Regions from separate parts of the Pan troglodytes genome. Here region 1 is linked to region 2. A link is a contact called in public Hi-C data. All regions are on one chromosome and are shown on one strand. Each heading gives the region's core, a stretch centred on a gene start, on an enhancer-like site or on the middle of the called end of the contact. The rest is flanking DNA. Distances are from core to core; before and after follow the strand shown. Region 1 overlaps CIB4 (calcium and integrin binding family member 4). Region 2 has its middle 14 kb from the start of SLC35F6.

The links. Hi-C and Micro-C count contacts between places; a contact is called where the count stands out from the background.
Region 1: a Hi-C map of stem cell-derived neural progenitor cells shows a contact between it and region 2, with 3 times the contacts expected there. The contact joins two enhancer-like sites. A contact is called at or near these places in 3 of 7 Hi-C or Micro-C datasets (blood, induced pluripotent stem cells and stem cell-derived neural progenitor cells), 1 of 1 datasets of contacts at active chromatin or transcription factors (stem cell-derived excitatory neurons) and 1 of 1 other capture datasets (stem cell-derived neural stem cells).

The regions. Positions count from the first base shown.
Region 1 is chr12:96,247,527-96,253,031 of NHGRI_mPanTro3-v2.0_pri, reverse strand. All of the region lies in intron 3 of CIB4 (calcium and integrin binding family member 4), which reads right to left. Among named protein-coding and RNA genes, the nearest start is that of CIB4, 33 kb to the right of the region's middle. Within about 2 kb of position 3,176, at least 3 of the 24 cell types and tissues checked have an H3K27ac peak or open chromatin away from gene starts, as enhancers often do. A contact at or near this core is called in stem cell-derived neural progenitor cells, where this site is marked.
Region 2 is chr12:96,104,004-96,109,641 of NHGRI_mPanTro3-v2.0_pri, reverse strand. No RefSeq gene overlaps it. Among named protein-coding and RNA genes, the nearest start is that of SLC35F6, 14 kb to the right of the region's middle. Within about 2 kb of position 2,796, at least 3 of the 24 cell types and tissues checked have an H3K27ac peak or open chromatin away from gene starts, as enhancers often do. A contact at or near this core is called in stem cell-derived neural progenitor cells, where this site is marked.

The DNA.
Region 1 (5,505 bases), core at 1,927-4,426, 140 kb before region 2:
AAATGCATCAGGGTGAGGTACTGAGCAACAGACACTGCACTGAGTCCTGGGGCCCCCCAAAATGATGCAGACGCTGCCACTGCACTCCAAGAAACTCAGCGTAGGCACTTACAGATGTTTCTTCAGAACCAGACAGCGTGGGGAAGTATCTCAATCAAGCGCACGCAAAGTGCTATGACAAGAGCTAGGACAGGACAGTGAGGCTGGGAGGCAGGATAGACAAAGGGCTCGGAAGGAGAAACCAGGGAGAAGACAGAGGGGAGCAAAGCCGAGGCCAAATCCGGAAGGGAGGGAGATGTGGTGGAGGATCCAGGGAAAAGCTGTTCAGGGGAATGAGAAAAGAAGCAGGGCCAGAGGACTCCCCCCTCCTCCCGCGCCCCTCAAGCCGTCCCTTTCCCTTCCAGGGAATAAAAATGTGAAGGAGGAGAAGGCAGCAGTGGGGTTTAACTTGGACTCTGAAACCCCTCAGAGACTCTAGCTGGTTGGTATGACCCTCCCCAGGTAGAAAGAACACTGAAATTTTCATTTCTGGGGCGCTGGGGTCCAGGGAGCATGGAGGGTGAGAAATTTATTTAGGTGAATGCACCTCCTCTATTGTCTGGGGCCCTGGAGGCATCTTTCCTGCTAATTATTTATAAGAAAGGGACAGCCCCTGTGTTTGAGATGCTCAACCTTCCTGAAGTCTAAAAACAGAGAGGCTCAAATGGGAGCTGTCTCCTAGTGACAGATGGGCTGGCAGGGACAGGCTAAGGATGTGTCCTGCCGGCAGCTGGAGGCGGATCGCTAATGGAACAAATAGGGAAGAAAGGCAGTAAAAATGTTAAATATTATTAAACAGCCATGGGATCATGTGGCTTGAACCTGACTCAGACCCACCAAACCAGTCCTCCCCAGATTCCAGGCCAACGGGTACCTGCCACTCCCTGGAGGAAACTTCCCAAAGAGCCATCTGCCCTAACTACCTCTCCTAGGTGGAGCTCAAAGGACTGCAGGCCTGAGGTTTTGGGGGCCACCTAGAAGCCTGGTCTTGTGTTGTGGGAGATTTGGGGTAGGCAGTGGAGCGAGCAGAGGCTCTGGAGTCAGATTGACTCTAAAAAGTTAGTATAATGACTTCTTATTTGACATCTACAAGATTTTCCCATCTTGCAGCTTTTGACTATATTTATACAATCTCAATATTTTAATAGTGCAACTTGCCCGAGCAAAAAAGAACAAAAAAGAGAACCAAAAATCAATTGTCCCCTCACTTGTTCATCAGCGTCTATTACAGGAGAAACAAAACTTACCCGTATTGTAGATAAATATCTATCCACGTTTGTACATTACCATTTTTAATAGCTTGTGATCAACTCTACAATATCTTATAACACATTAAACAATATTCAAATTCCTAGATAACAACACAACAAAACAAGCTGTGTGACCTTAGGTAGGTCATAGAGCCTCTCCATTTCCCCATCTGTAAAATGGGTAAAGTCATAGCCTGGTTCACAGGGTTTTGTGGGGCTCGAATGAGATTATATTTGCAAAACACCTGGCACTACCAGGACCCGGATAAACATTTGCTACCATGAATAACCCCCAACCCACTTCACCTGTCCTCCATCAGCACCACCAGCACCACCAACACCCCTGGCTCTGGTAGAGCTGTTCATTTTGAGCTCCAAGCAAAGCTGTTACCTGGGCCAGCGTGTGTCCAGGGGTTCACCCTGCCTGCCTGAGGGCAGCAGAAATGTGTGTTCTGGCTCTTCAGATGCTGACTTTGGCCAGAGGCTTGGCTGGCCAGCCAGGCTGACGTGAATGTCACCTCCACGTGAAATCTCCAGGGGACTCAAAGGAGAGCAGCTCTGGCCGGGCGCGATGGCTCACGCCTGTAATCCCAGCACTTTGCAAGGCTGAGACGGGTGGATCACCTGAAGTCAGGAGTTCAAGGCCAGCCTGGCCAACATGTTGAAACCCCACCTTTACTAAAAATACAAAACTTAGCTGAGCTTGGTGGCGCATGCCTGTAATCCCAGCTACTCAGGAGGCTGAGGCATGAGAATCCCTTGAACCCAGGAGACGGGAAGGTTGCAGTGAGCTGAGATTGCACCACTGCACTCCAGCGTGGGCAACAGAGTTAGACTCTGTCTCAAAAAAAAAAAAAAAAAAAAAGGAGAGTGGCTCTGGTGAGAAGGGGGTGAGAAGGGGGCTCACATGCTGTGTACCTACCTACATTTCACCTCGTTCCGCAGTTGAGGCTAGAGAATGACAGAGGCGCTAACACATTGGCTGTGTGTCTGAGTCCCACAGGGAATTTGAAACAAAATTCAGATGCCTTAACCCCAGCATAGACTTTGCGAGTCAGCACCTCTAGGCCTAAGGCCCAAGAGTCTGTATCTGAATAAGCTGCCTGGGTTTCTCCGTGGACAATCCTTAGACTACATCCACTAAATGACCTGATCGAACTCCCAGGGCCACTAAATGGCAGAGACATGACACCAGATGCTGTCAGGCTGACTCCCAGGCTGCCCCATCCTTGCCTGGACGGAGCCTGCCACCCAACAGGGGTGGCGATGCGATGGGGGCTGTGGGGAGAAGTGGTGTGGAGCGCAGACCACACCCAGCCTCACTCCAGTGCAAACCACCAACCTGGAAACAGTGGTTTGGCACAGATCTCACCAAGCCTTCTTTCTCTCTCTGCACTCCCCAGCACCCCTGTCTCGTGGGTGGCCGGGCCCTGCAGAGGCGGCATAGCACATCACCCCCACCCCGGGGCCCACCCTCTTCTCACCTCTCCCTCTCTTGCTGTCTCGTCGCTCATGGTCACTTCCACCTGAGATGAGCTGTCTCTCCTGCAAGCCTGTCCTTCAACTGGCTTCCCTCTTCCAATTTCTGCCAGATTTTTTTAGGAAATGTTTCTATTGACCACCGCAGCCCTTTTGACAAAAACCACTTCTCCCAGAGCCCCAAATAAAGCACTGTTGTTAAATGGATGACTCTAGTTTTATTCTACCGCTTTGCTGGTTTTATCGAATTACGACGGTAGTGAGAAAAAGATTACTATTGACACTAAAACAACTGGTGTGGGGGAGGGTGAGTCCTGTGAGTGGGGACGCCCCTCTGCTCTGAACAGGCCTGGGTGGAGGCAGGAGCTGGTGCCCAGTACAGAGAGAATGGGGCCCCTACAGGCACTCCAGGATAGAGGCTGAGGAGGGCAGGGGGAAGAGGGAGGGGAGAGGCAGCAGCGGATGCAAATGCTACAAGCCAGGGCCCTTACAGAGACCACCTCCCTCCTCTCCCCACCTCCCTCTCCCCAGCCTTCAGTGGTGCTGACCGAAATTCACACAGCGCTTGACATGAGTGGAATTTTTGCAGATGTCAGTGAAGAGGCCGAGAGTTTTGTTTGGGTGAATGTGAAGCGAAGCAGACATGCAGGAGACGGAGGCAGAGGGAACAGAAGGAAGACGTAGGAGTCCCTCTTCTTGTGAACCTCACCCCCACCCCAGACAAAAGAACAGAAAGATAGGGGAGGACCGCATACGCTCTTGGGCCAGAGAGGAGGAGGGAAGGGATTTCACAGCCATTTCAACTCCATTTTTCAGGGCGGGAAGGTCCCAGGCGCAATAGGGCTCCAGGTCTGGGCGCAAGGTTATTTTCTCAATTTTAATGCTGTTGTACTATGAGTAGACTCAATGCTTGTGGCTCAGGCTGGGAACTTAAACACAGTTTATACGTTTTCCCACGGAAAACACAAACAAAGTTCTGAACAACCAATATGAAAACCCTTTAAAACACAATCTGTACCTGTACTTTACAGGCAGTTAGTTCAAAGCAAGAGACTGTAACTAACAGGATGAAGTCACCCACTCAAGGGCAGACCAGGCAGCGGAAGCTTAGAAAACTGCCTAGAACATTCGCTCCTCTGCTTCTCATGGGAGCAGGCTGGGTTCCGCTTGGAGTGGCAGGGCCCCGCTGTGCCTCCACGACCCTCCTGGTTCCGGCCTACTGTTTACAAGCAGCCTTCCTGTTTGTAAGCCGCCAGAGGTTCTCAGATGGTGTCAGGGCTGCTTTGCAGCTGTTTGGGGACACCCAGCCCAGGGCACGCTGGGAACCATGTTCCCTGTGAACTCTGCAGGCTGTAGATCTTTGCATCAAGATAACAGTTTCTCTTTTATCAAACACATCTAAGCAACAATTGATCTATTTTGTCCCTCACTTTGAATCCACTGATATAAACAGAAATGGACTCGCACTGCAGCCTCCTCTCACCAATAGCCGCCTCTCCCCCTGCCCACCCACTGCCCCACGCTCAGTGACTCTTTAAACAACGGAGTCTAAACCTAAGCAACTCAAAGGCCTTTTAATGTTTCAGTCCTTGACATTTTGGACTATTGGATTTTTGAAACCCCCAGCTTTCTGTTCTTCTCTCTCCTGTATCCTGGGGACTTTGCCCCAATAGTATCAGGCTGCCCTTGCCTGCTAAGGGCCCTGCCAGCCAGCCATGATTTACCTTGGCATTTATTAAGTACCCAGACCTCTGGGCACCACACCTTATCTATACCTTCCCTCGGGTCCAAGAAGGGCAGAAAGGAAGGCAGGAAACTGGTGCTTGTTAAATATTTACTGTATATCAGGTGCTGTGTCAGCCAAATTCACATCTATTTGTCCATTAATCCCTTACAAGAAACCAAGCAGTCAATAGCAGTAAGTCCATTGTATAGATTAAGAAAACTGAGGGGTGAGGAGGTTAAATTACTTAACCAAATAAGAGGAAAGGCAGGAATTTGATCCCAGGTCTGTGTGACCCTCAAACCTGAGCTCCTTCCCTGGAATGTTTTCCAGGAAAACGCTGCATTGCAATGGAAAAAATACACATGGGGTGTCATACTCCCAGGCTAGCAAACAAGCCCAGGCTGACAGTCCAGGAACAAGCTTGCTCCTGCAAGAGCAAGGGGAGAAGTGGAAAATGCCCCGTGAATCCCTGCATTTGCTGGGGTGGCCAGATGAACTGATGACCTGTCACAGGAGTGATGAGAACTGCTGCATCTCTCCCTCCAGGATGGCACCCTCTGGGCAGCAGTGCAGGTGGAGGAGACTTGGGGCTAGGATCCACTGCACACCCAGCAGGAGATGCAACCTAGCCTTCGGGCTGCAGGGCCAGCAGTGCTGTGGCGTCTGTCAGCACAGTCCATCTCGGAAGTTCTCACATAATACTGTCCGTGGGAGGATGGAGAGAATGGATTGTATGATAACACAGGGCAGAGCTGCCTATTGAAAAATCACATGCGAAGAGACCTTTATGGAGTCATGTCAACTTAGAGGGAGGTCTCTAGTGATGTGTCACAGGGCTCCATCTTTTATCATTGATTTGGGTTAAGGATATTCCAAAGCCCAGGTTTCTTATTTTGTGCAGTTTCCCCTATGAGGCATAAAGGTTTTTCCATGTTGCTACATACTCAGTATAATTATCATTTTAATGATTGCGTAGTTCAAATTCTTGGAGCGGACAGTTCTATCCACCTA
Region 2 (5,638 bases), core at 1,547-4,046:
GCAGTGGTGCAGTCTTAGCTTACTGCTGCCTCTGTCTCTTGGGTTCAAGTGATTCTCCTGCCTCAGCCTCCCTAGTAGCTAGCACTGCAGGTGTGTGTCGCCACACCCGGCTAATGTATTTCTCTTATTATGAGCACTGTTGAGCATCTTTCCTGGGCCTAAGAGGTACTTCTTTCCCCATGGATTGTCTGGTTATATTCATTGTCCATTTTGCTTTTGTGTTTTTGGCCTTGTTTGTATTGATTTTTTGTTAACAGCTTTATTAAGATACAGTCCACATACCATAAAATTCACCCATATGAAATGTACAATTCAGTGGTTTTCGTATGTTTACAGGGCCATGCAACTGTCATCACAATCTAATTTTAGAACATTTTGTCTCCCTTTCAAAAGAAATCCAGTACCCATTAGCAATCACCCCCACCATGCATATACCATACACCTCCATGCCTCCCCCACCAAACACCCCCACACCTAAGCAACCACTAATCAACTCTCTGTCTCCATAGTTTTGCCTATTCTGAACATTTCATATAAATGGAATTATACAATATGTGGTCATTTGTGGCTGGCTTCTTTCACTTCACATAATGGCTTCAAGGTTCATCTGGCCGGGCAAAGTGGCTCATGCCTGTCATCCTAGCACTTTGGGAGGTTGAGGCAGGCAGGGCCTGAGCTCAGGAGTTACCAGCCTGGGCAACCCGGTGAAACCCCATCTCTACTAAAATGCAAAAAATTAGCTGGGCATGGCGGCATGCGCCTGTAGTCCCAGCTACTCAGGAGGCTAGGGGAAGAGAACTGCTTGAACCCGAAGGTGGAGGTTGCGGTGAGCCAAAATCACGCCACTGCATTCCATCCTGGGCAGCAGAGCAAGATGCCATTTCCAAATAAATAAATAAATAAATAAATAAATAAATAAAGTTTCATCTATGTTGTACCATGTATCAGTACTTCATTCTTTTTTATTGTTGCATGATGTTCCATTGTATGGCTACGCCATACAGACTTCTTCATATGTCAAGGAAATTCGACCTGTGTCTGTGGTGTGAACTGCAAATATTTTTCACAGATTGTCATATATCTTTTATTTTATTTATGCTTTTTTCCCCATGCAAGTTTTTTTTATCACACGCAGAAGACCTTTCCTACTCCAGAACTATTATAATGTCTTCAAAATGGCTCTTCCACATTCCTTTCTAGAGATTTCACAATTTAATTTTTTTATTCCAGTCACATCTTTTGTCCAGCTGGAATTTATTTTGGTGTAAGGTAAAAGGTGGGAATCTAAACTTTTTTTTTTTCCTTGAGACAGAGTCTTGCTCTGTCGCCCAAGCTGGAGTGCAGTGGCACAAACTCGGCTCACTGCAACCTCCGCCTCCCAGGTTCAAGCATTTCTCCTGCCTCAGCCTCCCGAGGAGCTGGGATAGCTGGGACTACAGGCGCATGCCACCATGCCCAGCTAATTTTTGTATTTTAATAGAGATGGGGTTTCACTATGTTGTCCAGGCTGGTCTTGAACTCCTGACCTCAGGCCATCTGCCTGCCTCGGCCTCCCAAAGTGCTGGGATTACAGGCATGAGCCACCGCACCCAGCCTCTAAACTTATTTTTCACAGATATCTACCCAGTTGTCCCAATAACATTTAAATAATCCCCACTGATTTGAAATGCCACGTTTGTATTGTATTTATTAAATTTCTGCTTGTGTTAGGGTGCATTTCTGGACTTCCTATTCTTTCACAGTTACTCATCTGTCCATGGACCAGTACCACAACATAAAGATCTATAATGCTTAACTTTATATAATGGAAAATTTCAAATATGCAAAAAATTGGAGGACATAGTACAATGAGCCTCCATGTACACATAGCTCAGCTTTAACAATCACTGGCCGGGCACGGTGGCTCATGCCTGTAACCCCAGCACTTTGGGAGGCCAAAGCAGACAGATCATCTGAGGTGGGGAGTTTGAGACCAGCCTGGCCAACATGGTGAAACCCCGTCTCTACTGAAAATACAAAATTAGCTGAGTGTGGTGGCACGCGCCTGTAATCCCAGCTACTTGGGAGGCTGAGTCAGGAGAATTGCTTGAACCCAGGAGGTAGAGGTTGCAGTGAGACTAGATCACGCCACTGCACTCCAGCCTGGGCATCAGAGCAAGACTCCATCTAAAAAAAAAAAAAAAGGCAGAAAAACAACAAAAAAACTAATCATCAACTTTCTGCCATTTATGTCTTCTAAGGGTTTTTTTCCCCCTCTCTATTTTTGTGGGGAAAAGAGAGATCAGATTGTTACTGTGTCTGCGTAGAAAGTAGACATAAGAGACTCCATTTTGTTCTGTACTAAGAAAAATTCTTCTGCCTTGAGATACTGTTAATCTGTAACCCTACCCCCAACCCTGTGCTCCCTGAGACGTGTGCTGTGTCAACTCAGGGTTAAATGGATTAAGGGCTCTGCAGGATGTGCTTTGTTAAACAAATGCTTGAAGGCTGCATGCTTGTTAAGAGTCATCACCACTCCCTAACTTCCAATACTCAGAGACACAGTACACTGCGGAAGGCCGCAGAGACCTCTGCCTAGGAAAGCCAGGTATTGTCCAAGGTTTCTCTCCTTGTGATAGTCTGAAATATGGCCAAGACCTGACCGTCCCCCAGCCCGACACCCGTAAAGGGTCTGTGCTGAGGAGGATTAGTAAAAGAGGAAGGAACGCCTCTTTGCAGTTGAGATAAGAGGAAGGCATCTGTCTCCTGCTCGTCCCTGGGCAATGGAATATCTCAGTGTAAAGCCGGATTGTATATTCCATCTACTGAGACAGGGGAAAACCGCCTTAGGGCTGGAGGTGGGACATGCTGGCAGCAATACTGCTCTCTAAAGCATTGAGATGTTTATGTATATGCACATCAAAAGCACAGCACTTTTTTCTTTACCTTGTTTATGATGCAGAGACATTTGTTCACATGTTTACCTTCTGACCTTCTCTCCACTATTATCCTATTGTCCTGCCACACCCCCTCTCTGGGAGATGCCCAATAATGATCAATAAATACTAAGGGAACTCAGAGGCCAGGGCCCGCACGGGTCCTCCATATGCTGAGCGCCGGTCCCCTGGGCCCATTTTTCTTTCTCTGTGTCTCTTTCTTTTTTGTCTCTCATTTTTTTGTCTCATTTTTTGTCTCTGCATCTCTTTCTTTTCTAAGTCTCTCGTTTCACCTAACAAGAAATGCCCACAGGTGTGGAGGGGCAACCCATCCTTTCAATTTTCTTCTTCTTTCATTCTTACTTTCTTTTTTTTTTTTTTTTTTTTTTGAGACATGCTATCACTTTGTTGCCCAGGCTGGAGTGCCAGGGTCTCACTCTGTCACCTAGGATCATGCTTAACTGAGGCCTCAACCTCCCCAGGCTCTGGTGATTCTCCCACCTCAGCCTCCCAAGTAACTGAGACTACAGATCCGTGCCACAATGCCCGGCTAATCTTTGTTTTGCTTTTGTAAAGATGGGGTTTTGCCATGTTGCCCAGGCTGGTCTGGAACCCCTGGACTCAAGTGATCTTCCCACTTAAGCCTCCTGAAGTGCTAGGATTTCAGACATGAGCTCTGTGCCTGGTCTAGAGGATTTTAAAGCAAATAATTTCACCTATAATCAGTTCACTAACAGCTAAGGACTTTTTTCAAAACCTGTAATCACGATACCTCATCACAACTGTGGTAGGAAGAATGATGGCCTCCCGAAGATGCCCATGCCTTAATTCCCAAAGCCCAGGAATAAGTTGCCTAATGTGATGAAAGGGACTTTTCAGATATAGATCTTAAGATGGGAAAGTATTCTGGATAACCCAGGTAGTGCCAATGTAATCACAAAGGTTCTGTGGAGGCAAGAGGGTCAGAGTCAGAGGAGATGTGACTAGAGAAGCAAAGGTCAGAGTGATGTGGGGCCAGCAGCCAAGGAATGCAGGCGGCCTCTTGAAGCTGGAAAAGGCAGGGAAATGGATGCTCCCCTAGGGCCTCCAGAAGAAGCACAGTTCAGCCAATACATTGATGTTAGTCCAGTGACTGAATTTCAGACTTCTACCCACCAGAATTGTATGATAATAAGTTTCTGTTGCTGGAAGTCACTCACTCTGTTTGTGGTAATTATAGCAGCAACAGGAAGCTAATACAACCAATAAAACTAGCGAGAGAACTTGTTCTATAGATCATTTTTACTTTCTCCCAAAAGTTCAAAAAAATCTTTTTTTTTTTTTTTTTTTGTGAGGTGGGGGTCTCACTCTACTGCCCAGGCTGGAGTACAGTGGCACGATCATGGCTCACTGCAGCCTCAACCTCTCCAGGCTCAGGTGATCCTCCCACCTCAGCCTGGGACTACAGGCACGTGCCACCATGCCCAGCTAATTTTTTATCTTTTGTAGAGATGGGGTTTCACCATGTTGACCAGGCTGGTTTGGAACTCCTGGACTCAAGTGATCCTCCTGTCTCGGCCTCCCAAAGTGCTAGGATTACAGACGTGAGCCATCACGCCCGGCCAAAAATATCTTTTTACAGTTCATTTGTTCATAAGTTGTATTACTTTAAATGTAATTAAGCATTTGTAGGGCCAGTGAATTTTTTTATTACTATCAGGTTTAAACTAGTTCATATAAATCTAAGCCAAATAAATAAATACATGGAGTTGACTAGCTCACAGTCATTTGCTATTGACCTGAGCAAGTCACCTTCTTTCTGGGCCTGGGTTTTCTATTCTGAAAAGCGGGGGGTTGGATAAGAAGTTATGTCAGGGGCAATCCATGCCTGGGCTTCGTGAGATCTGGGAATACCCTGAAACTGTATGCAAAAGAGGAAAGTGTTCTCAATCTGTCTGTGCTCCAAATTTTCTAGATGTGTGTTAAATACAGGGCTGGGTGCAGTGGCTCACTTCTGTAATCCCAGCACTTTGTGAGGCCAAAGGACAAGGATCATTTGAGCTCAGGAGTTCAAGACCAGCTTGGGCAACATAGCAACACCCTGTCTCTATTTTTTAAAAAATAACACATTTTTTAAAAATTAAAAAAGGAGAAGGGTGTTAAATACAGGAACCTAGGCTTCCCTAGGGTGAAGGCCATGTCCAAGGGGGCTGGTATCAATTTAGAGATGTAACTGAGTCAGAGGGAGAAAATATCATAAGCTTAGTCAACAGCATATTAGAAAGGAAAACGTGCCTGAGATGCACTAATTCAATTAGCTGCTGTCATAGTCACTGTCTCTGAGCAAGGGCTCTGAACTGGATGCCAGACCAGCAGGGTGCCAGACTGAGAAATGAAATGCAGGATGCATATCTAATTTGAATTTTAGACAAATAATGAATCATTTTTTACTCTAAGCGTAACTGTAATAGGTTAATTGCCCGACACTCCTGTCAAATCAATACACCCAGACACGGGGTTGCAGCAGAGAAAGAGGTTTAATACAGGGCCACTGAATGAGAAGACAGGGAGGAAACCTCAAATCTATCTCCCCAGGGAGTCAGGGGCTGGGGGTTTTTTGTTGTTTGTTTTTTGTTTTTTTGAGACAGGGTCTCTCTCTGTTACCCAGGCTGGAGTGCAGTGGCGCAAAAATGGCTCGCTGGAGCTCGACCTCCTGGGCTCAAACAATCCTCTGCCTCAGGCTC